Linked DNA regions of Sus scrofa: all the other regions are linked to region 2. Evidence: chromatin contacts called from public Hi-C and HiChIP or PLAC-seq data. All regions are on one chromosome and are shown on one strand. The core of a region is the stretch at or near the end of the contact, and the rest is flanking DNA. Distances in the headings are between cores, read along the strand shown.

Region 1 (2,888 bases), core at 61-2,560, 160 kb before region 2:
CCTTTCTCGAGTACCTTTATTTTTTCTCTTCAGCACTTCACTGACATACCTGAACTTTATCTTCTGCCTCTACCACTAACACAAAAGCGCCAAGAAGGAAGGGATGTTTTCCTGCATTGCTGCTTCTCTTCCAGTGCCTAGAGAATGCCTAGAAATAGCCTATCTTGGAATAAAAAACAGGTTCAGGATTTAAAAAAAAAAAAAAAAAAAGAGGCAAAAAGTGTGCAAAAAATATTATGCAGGGTTCTCATTGCCAGGAAAAGTATCTGGTGCCAAACTGGCCCACAGAGATTTACTGGCTAGACGAAGGCAAGATCGTTCTCAAAAGCTAGCTAGTCTATCATATGGATAAACTGTTAAAACAGACTCTCAGGCCCGTGCCCATGAATTCTTACTCCACAAACGAGGTGGAATCCCCGAATCACAAGATATTGAGGCAGGCTACTGAACGGCCAAGCGGAAAGGAGCACCGAGTTTAGGAGATGATGGGGTTGAGCTGCGAAAAATGCTCAAGACTTTCAACACAGATTAGTATGTATTGAGCGCCTGCTAGATACCTGGGAAAGCGGTTCCCAAGGGAGTGAAGCGCTGTCTCCGCCCTCCGGAGACTTTCAGAGTGGCACCCCTGGGCGCCCGCGTTCCCGGCTCCCTCCCACCTGAGAGCTCCTCTGCGCCGCAGGTCTCCCAGGCTCCGCCCCTGGAGACTCACCGCCCACCGAGCGCCCAGCCCGCGCGCCTCGGCCTCCCTCACCCGCGGGCCCCGCAGACGCCGCAGCAGCGCGTCCTCGTCGTCCAACACATCGCCGAAGACCAGCTCCTCCAGGCACTGCTCCACGGCCGGCTTGTCCTCCTCCAGCCTCAAGCGATTCCGCTGCCGGAGCCGTCTCTCCTCCTCCGCCGCGATTGCTATCGCAGCGGCCGCTGCTCCCGGCGGGGCCGGCGGTTGCCGCTGGGATGAAGCAGCAGCCTTTCGGGGCGGCCCAGCCCGCCCCAGTCCAGCTCTCCGGCCCGGCTTCACTTGGGTCTTCCGGCCCGGTCTCACTCCGGGTGTCCTGTCCGGTCTCGCTCGGCCCCTCCGTTCCGGCGGCATCCTTGGGTTTGAGAAGGAACGCGGGCGCTCACGTGGAACCTCACTGCGCATGCGCCGAGGCCCCTCGCTTTCCGCTGCTGCTGGGGCTGCCGGAGGCCGGAAAGAGCCTGCAACGCCTGTGAGCACGTGACCAACACTCTCTCGCTCTACGTAACGCCCACTCCCCGCAAGAGCTCCTCCCCGTGTGGGAGTTCCTCCGGGAGGACCAATCTTCCGAGTAGAGGGGGAAGCGTCGTAACTGGAGTGGGAATTTTCTTCCAACACAACTTCGCAGCTACAAGTGATTGAAAGGAACGCAAGAATGCTAGGGTATAAACTGAGGTGACGGGATGAAATTTCTCCTTTCCTTCCTGACTTTTAACCACTTGACTTACACGAGCCCCAATTGCCTTTTCCACCCCTTCGTCTTGGTACGGCCCGTGGAGTACGGAGCCTGCAGAGGGTCCCATGCTGGAAGACTGAGAGGAGGGTATGTAGGGAAGTGGGCCAATCGGGGCGCGGGTCACGGCGCAGGCGCGCTAGGGAGGGAGGGCTATGCTAATGTTGTTGATATCCTGGGGCCACCCGAGTTAAAGGGGGGAAATCCGGGGGCTGCCGCAGCTGCCACCGGTCTGGGCCCATCCGGGGCCCCCCCTGTAGTCGCCATAGTTCTGGGCAGAGGCGTCTGCCCCCAGCTCGGGAGGGGGCGCCGCGGGCCTGGGGAGCACGGACAACCCCTACCCATGAGGCCCTGATGGAAAACACAAAGGATCTGGTGAGAGCCGAGCGCGGCAGCTGCTTTGTGTGCCAGGTGGGGGGGACGCCCGCAGCTCCCCAACCTCAGGAACCCCTGCAGCTCCCTGACCCTGCTCCCTGGCCTGCTTCTCCATCCCACGCCCCCTTCACCTCCGGAGTCCCCCTCCCCCCTGCCGGCCGTTAAACGATGCGGGGAGAGGGGGTTTCCCCTCCCCCCACCCGCTCAGCCCCGGACTGTTCGGGGTTCTCTCTCTCCCCCCCCCCTCCTCCGCTTTCTGGACGAGAAATTTTAGAAGAAAGTTATTCTTTGCGTCCCGCCCCCCTCCTCCTTCAGCTCTGGCTGCGAGGGGGGCAGACTGGATTTGAGAGTTCCTTTTTTGGCCGCTCAGGGTCGCAGAGTGGACGCCTCACCTCTCCCAGGGGGGCAGAGTTTCGGTGCTTTGCAGGGGAAGGCGCTCTCCGCTGTGGGGCGAGTGCTGCGAGGCGTTTCGCACGTGGAGGTGGAAAAATTGAAAGGGGGCGGGGTGGGCACGTGTGGGAGGGAGAGGTGGGAGTGGTGTTTGGGAAGCTGCCGACGAGGCAGCCTATTTACAAGGGTCCTAAGTCGGAGGGCTTTATGACCGTCGCGTTCCCTTTTGTGAAATGAGAATCCTAACATTTCAGAGTCGGAAGAGACAGTAGAGGTCACCCAAGGCAGCCGGCCCCCGTGCAGCCTCTCTGAAAAGTGGTAGGTAGCCTGGCCTCTGCCCCAACCCTTACAGACGCGCTCGCTGCTTCCCAGGAAAGCCCTTTCCGTTCACTTCTGATTGTTGCTGGCCTGCCCTTATGAGACTCATTAATGTCCCTGTTAAGTGGATTCCGTTTTTACTTCTCATATTTTCTCTCACATCCTCCTCACCCACCCACCGTTCACTGGCCTATATTTTGTGTGCCAGGAAAGCAACAGCAGGGAAGTGAAGGAAGGCGGGCTGGAGAGAGAGTGAGGGCTGTCTGAAGACTTGTCTAGATGAGGTCAAATGAGCTGGCTTCGATGTGTGAGCATGGTTGATATTTTTCTACAGGA
Region 2 (2,998 bases), core at 299-2,798:
TGTTAATCAATAGCCATATCAAAGAATGCATCAAAGCTCATGCGCCTATGCTGACTACCTGAGTTAGTATTCTGCCTCAACACGTCGGAACTCCAGGCTTAGTATCTTCATTTTTGTCATTTTGAGTTTATAGCTTGGCCTGTGAGGATGTTGCTCTGGAGTCCTTAAACCACAAATGTTAATCAATAGCCATATCAAAGAATGCATCAAAGCTCATGCGCCTATGCTGACTACTTGAGTTAGTATTCTGCCTCAACACGTCGGAACTCCAGGCTTAGTATCTTCATTTTTGTCATTTTGAGTTTATAGCTTAGCTAACCTCCTTACTGCTTTTGTGAGTCTCCAAGTGGGTCTAAATTTGGGAAACTTTGGAGAACTAGTTTGTGCTTGATGGGGAGAACTTGAACTTTAAATACCAAGTTGAGGGTATTTATGATCCCGAGAGGTAGCTGACTCCAGCGCTAAACCATTCTTTATCCAAGTTCTGCCAGCCCTACCCTATTCTTAGAGTAGAGGCCAGAGAACTTCTGAGTGACCTCCCCTGGAGATAAGGGGTTTTAAGAGTGTCTTCTACATTTGCGGAGGCTAAAAGAAGCACTGGGAAGTGATCCTTAACTCAGCCCTCCAGGGGTTTGGGTGTTGTGTCATTCCCCACACGTGATTCTTTACCAGGTGGTGGAAACCTCAAGTATAACAGGACTTACTCACTTCAGTGACTCCACCTCTTTCCTCTTCCACTCCCCAACCCCCTATTAGCCCGCCCCACCCCACTTCCTCAAGATTAGAGGAAAGGCGGGTGGCTGGAGCCAGGAAATGCCATGCTCCCAAGCTGGCCAGGAGAGGCAGAGAAAATTGTGTACGGGAAAGTGCAAGATGTGGTGTTCCAGTTTTATTCATCTCCAGGATGCCGCGCATGTCTTATGTTTAAGTTTTTCCTTAATCTACTTTTCCCCAAATAATTCTATCCTACTCAAGACCACCTTATCACTGAGGCAGACCTCGTCTCATTTAAGGTTGCTTTCTCTCTCTCTCTCTCTCTCTGTTTTCCACTTCTCTAGGTCGGGACTTCTCAGACATAATTGGTTTGAATCCCAGATTATCCTCCTTCCCGTTCTAGCTGTGTGACCTTGAGTGAACCCTAACTTTTCAGGGCCTACTTTCCTTGTCTGTGAAACGAAGGCCAAACTTCTACAGCACTAAGCCTGCTGTGAAGAACAAACGAGAAAACCCTCTATGAGCTGCAAAAAGTAATAAAATGTTAGCTATGCTAATTCTGGACTGCTAGTCACTCTTCCAGAACCCCTCCCTTTCCTCTGGGATTCGCCCAGCAAACCCCGCCCGGGGCAGCAGTTCTCGCCATCCTCTCTCGCAGACTTTCCCATTGGCGTACCAACGTCGCGCGGCGCCGAGTGTTGACGCCACGCCGCCTCCGCCGGCGCATAGTGACGCATTCGGCCCCGCCCCCGGCCTCGCCCGGCCTCCCGCGGGGCCCCGCCCTACAGGCCGACGCGGCGCGGGTACCGCCCCACGAGTGACGTGTGGCGCGCGCGGCCCGGCCGCCCCGGCAGTTGGTGCAGCGGCGGTTGGGCTGAGTGCGCTCGCCTCACCCCTCCCCTCCTACGGCCCCGGCCCCCACCCCGCCGGGCCCAGCCCCAGCCCTAGCTCCAGCGGCCCGTCCCGTACGGGCCCGAGTCGCTCCTTCAGCCGGTGACGCCCCGGGCAGGCAGGCCGCCCGCCCGCAACCATGGAGCTGGAGGACGGTGTGGTGTACCAGGAGGAGCCCGGTGGTTCCGGGGCCGTGATGTCTGAGAGGGTGTCCGGCCTGGCCGGCTCCATCTACCGCGAGTTCGAGAGGCTCATCGGGCGCTACGACGAGGAGGTGGTCAAGGAGCTGATGCCACTGGTGGTGGCCGTGCTGGAGAACCTGGACTCGGTGTTCGCGCAGGATCAGGAGCACCAGGTGGAGCTGGAGCTGCTGCGGGACGACAACGAGCAGCTTATCACCCAGTACGAGCGAGAGAAGGCGCTGCGCAAGCACGCTGAGGAGGTGAGGGCCGGCCGGCGGGGAGGGCGAGGGCTGGGCCTGAGGGCGGGCCGGGGTCACGGGTCTGTCCCGGGAGGAGAGGAGCGCCGCGCAGGTCTCCTGGGGGCGGGCCTGAGGCCGAGGCCCACCTGACTGAGCCCGGAGGCCGTGAGGTCGCGGAACCACCGGCCGGGTTTGGACCCTGAGGCAGGCTAGTGAGTGTCCAGAAGAGGGTGAGATGGGGGAGGAAGCCAGAGCCTGGCTTGAGGGCACCTCGGGTTGGCTGAGAGAGGAGTTTAGGGTGTCCGCTTGCCTGTTGTTTAGGGAAGTTTCCGACCACCGTGTGAGATAGACGGCGATTCAAACTTTTACCGTGGGCTGGGGAAGGGGGGCATTTAAACACTTCTGTCCTCAGTAACTTCCGCTGATTCCAGTACCTTTCCTGGGGGTTGCTGTTTTGGGAAGTTAGAGATCTCCCTCTTTCGGTCAGTTTCTTATTGACGTTTTAACCCTGTTGAGAAGGAGGGGTTTTTTTTGTTTTGTTTTATGTACCATGGTTGACACTTTGTCAACACTTAGATGTTGTATAGCAATACTCTAAATATAGAGAGTGTGCATTTTTATTTTATTGGTAGCCCACATCAAAGTATTCCTTCCTGTCAGGTGGTAACCTTGGACAGTTCCCTTTAAAAACTGATAAAGAGGATGGGAGCGCGGTGGGAGGCGGGTTGGAGGTGTAGATGACATCTGGCAACCCTTTTCATAGACTGCAGTTTACAGGTGCACTTGGCTGCCTTCTAACTTTTGCGCCTCAGCGGTGTGACCCCGGTGCCCTCATCTTGTGAACCTTTTGGATTTCTGGACTGCCAGTGGTACGAAGACATCTTCGTACCAAGATGTCTTTGACATCTTGAGACAGTTTAAGCATTTTAGTTTTCAGGCTGTGTTGGCGTTATTTCTCTGGAACTTAGTAGT
Region 3 (2,863 bases), core at 189-2,688, 250 kb after region 2:
AAACCCCTCGGTTTTGAGAGGAAGGCGGCGCCCCAATTGGTGTTTTTCCAGGAAGCACTCCTTGAGGGCTGAAGAAAGCGGAGAGGGGAAGGCCGGGCAATGGGCGTTTCATTCATTGCTCCTCTTTCTCCCCCTCCTACCCTTCTCTCCCCTTAGACCTTCTCGCTCCTTTTCCCAGTGCGAGTTTGACGTCGGTCTCCTGGATACCAGACGGCCAATCGCCTGGTTGCTAGGGGAGAAGTCTGGCCAATGAGGCGTCGTTGCTACCTGTGAGTAATATTTTTAGCCGTAAGAGACGCCTGGTTCCACTCCCAGTGTTAACTTGGGGTAATTCTCTGCTGCAGGTTGTGAAAAAGAAGCGTTTGCCCGCCCCTTTTGAGTCCCTGTCTTTCCCTGCTCCCTATTTTTTCACCCATATTTTAACTAAGATAATTTTATCTTAAACGTACAATATAGGAAGGCACTGTGTTTATTATGTGTATTCATGTTAAAACAGGCACTTGAAATACACGCATGCACATATACACTTAGATACGTACGCAACTTGGCATGGAGGGCTGGACTGGGACATTCGGAATAAAATGTGATTCTTCTTATACTCTCAAGACACCCCCACGTCCGAGTTGCTGCCGGGTTGCACGGGGAGGTCTGATGTGGGAAGCGGAGGCAGTTAAACTGTCACCGGGGCGGGAGGTGTGGCCGGGTGGTCTTCCCTTCCCCACCCCCAGCCTGGCACAGCAGCTTTGGATTCTGCAGTTGCCCCTCTCTGGACGGCAGTTGGCCTAGGCCCTTGCGGTGATTTAATTAACCGAGTGCACGAGTCCTTGTCACAGTTCGCCCTTTTTCTAAGCTCTCTTGGGTGCACTGGAGGCCGACGTGGTAGCTCGTCCACGAATGGGATTTTCCTCGACCACAATCCCACTCGGGTGGAGCATGCTTTGTAAATCCTCCCCTCCCTCTCGAGATCGACAGCTCGCCACAGTTCTCCCCAGCCGCTTCGCCTCCAGCTCCGTTCCCCTCCCCCCTCCTCCCCGGTGCTCTCGGCCTAGACGCAGAGTCAGCCGCCCCAAACCACCTCTGTCGCCTTCACTGGCACGTCTCTCCCCCAATCCCTTTCCAATTTTTCTTAATCCCGCCCACAGTGACTCCAGATAGTCGGTTCATTGGCCATCCTGGAGCCCGAGGGGTGTGGCCTGCCCGCCCGGCCCACCGCCTCGGTTTGGGACATGGGCAGGAGGGACTTGGCCAATGGCGTCCGGGGGCAGGGCAGGGGCGGAGCCAGCCGGTGAGGGTCTCGGGTGCCGGGTGGGAGGATAGGGAATGGTGACGCCGCCCGGAGCTGTGTGACGCGGAGCGGGCGCGCGCACCCCTACGGGAGGGGATGGGGGGGCGGGGAGGAGACTATAAAACGAGAGGCGGGGCGCGCGCCGCGGCAGAAGGAGCAAAGCTCTGGCCCGGCGCGGAGTGGGCGCTGTACGGGGACGCTGGGCCGGGCACCGGGCTGTGTGGAGAAGTGGGCGCGCTCACCTGACCCCGTCCTCGCCAACCCGAGCCAGAAGGGGCGAACTCCTGAGGCTCTCGTCCTCCGCAACCTCCTCCCGGCAGCGTCGGCGTGCACTAGGCCCAGCCAGCTCGCTGCCGCCGACCCTCCCTTCTCCTCCGCCCAGCCGCTGGGTCTGTGGTGGAAGCAGCCCGTAAGTATCGAGGGGCGGCGGGCGGGGGCAGGAGGAGGAGGAGGAGGGGCTGCAGCAGCGTCGAGCCGCGGGCCCTTGGGGGCTCGGGACGGCGGCGTCGCGGCCCGGGCGTGGAGGGGAGCGGCTCTCAACACCCGACCCGAGGTAGCTCCGAGGGGCCCGGGTGCGCCCGGGAGCTGGAGGCGGGGCTGGCCGGCGCTTTGGGCTCGGCGGGGCCGGGTGACCGGGGAAGGGCGGCCCGGGGCGAGCTGATGGGAATCGGGGGTTGGGGTGCCCAGGAGCAGCAGCGAACGCGAAGGGAACGCTGGGCTCCGCGGGGCGGGTGGCTGGCCGGCCCGAAAATGGTGCCAGGGAACCAGCGCTCCCCAGGCTCTGGCCGGGTCCCAGGAGCCTTGAGGCGGGGGCAGGGAGCGGCGGGTCGGGTTACGGCTGGGGCGGGGGGAGGGAGCGGCTGACCCGGTGCAGCCGGCGCGGCGACCCGCCGGGTGTCCGGGCCCCTGGCCCCAAATGGTCGCGTTTCCATCTCTCGTGGCCTTCCTCCTCCTCCTCCTCCTTGGAGGAGGAGACTTGTACTCTCTTCCTCCTCCTCTTGGCTGCTGCCGCTGTAGCGCTTGGGCTCCGAGGGCTGTGAGCAGAAATCTAATGAGACCCAACTGGCTGTTTATGTAATTCTTCACGCTCCTGTCTTAAGGCGTTGCTTTGAAACTACCTTCTGCCGAGCCTGAATTTCGCTCGGCTGCACCTTCAAGCAATTTGGCCTAATCGGCTGCCTTTGCCAGCACTCAGGGCTTTTGGCTTGGAGAGTGTTTGTAGTTTAGGGCAGCCGGGGACTCTTTCTCCTTTGTCACTACGAGTATGGAAAAATGAAACAGATGAATTATCAACTTGATTTTTAAATGTCCTTTTAGATCAACCTCAGATCCCTCCTTTGCAAATATCTTCTGTTTGCCCTTGATCTTTCCTTATCCCCACCCAGTGCTGATCCAGCAAACGTTTAAAGGTCGACCTTATCGTACCCGCCTGTCCGGCTGTTTTCTTATCACGAGGGATGGAGGTGATTTTAAAAATCAGAGTAAAACTCAGAAACTCTGCCCTTTCAGCAGAATAATCAATAAATTTTTGAAATTCATTGTTTCTTTTGTTAGGCTTGATGCCCACGAGGTATTTTC

The links. Hi-C and Micro-C count contacts between places; a contact is called where the count stands out from the background. HiChIP or PLAC-seq counts read pairs in DNA pulled down with a chosen protein or histone mark.
Region 1: an H3K27ac HiChIP or PLAC-seq map of alveolar macrophages shows a contact between it and region 2. The contact joins the promoter of MBTD1 here to the promoter of SPAG9 in region 2. A contact is called at or near these places in 1 of 5 promoter capture datasets (liver), 2 of 47 Hi-C or Micro-C datasets (embryonic fibroblasts and liver) and 1 of 2 datasets of contacts at active chromatin or transcription factors (alveolar macrophages).
Region 3: a contact with region 2 is called in a Hi-C map of epiblast stem cells, with 2.6 times the contacts expected there. The contact joins the promoter of TOB1 here to the promoter of SPAG9 in region 2. A contact is called at or near these places in 2 of 47 Hi-C or Micro-C datasets (epiblast stem cells and liver) and 1 of 2 datasets of contacts at active chromatin or transcription factors (alveolar macrophages).

Annotation. Positions count from the first base shown.
Region 1 is chr12:27,524,834-27,527,721 of Sscrofa11.1, reverse strand. MBTD1 (MBT domain-containing protein 1) reads left to right here and starts at 1,310. Exons shown (of 17, transcript XM_021067227.1): 1 at 1,310-1,559. It overlaps UTP18 (U3 small nucleolar RNA-associated protein 18 homolog), which reads right to left and starts at 1,542. Exons shown (of 14, transcript XM_003131596.5): 1 at 752-1,542. The coding sequence starts at 1,141.
Region 2 is chr12:27,368,814-27,371,811 of Sscrofa11.1, reverse strand. SPAG9 (C-Jun-amino-terminal kinase-interacting protein 4) reads left to right here and starts at 1,548. Exons shown (of 34, transcript XM_021067194.1): 1 at 1,548-2,047. The coding sequence starts at 1,745.
Region 3 is chr12:27,118,481-27,121,343 of Sscrofa11.1, reverse strand. TOB1 (transducer of ERBB2, 1) reads left to right here and starts at 1,438. Exons shown (of 12, transcript NM_001123205.1): 1 at 1,438-1,694.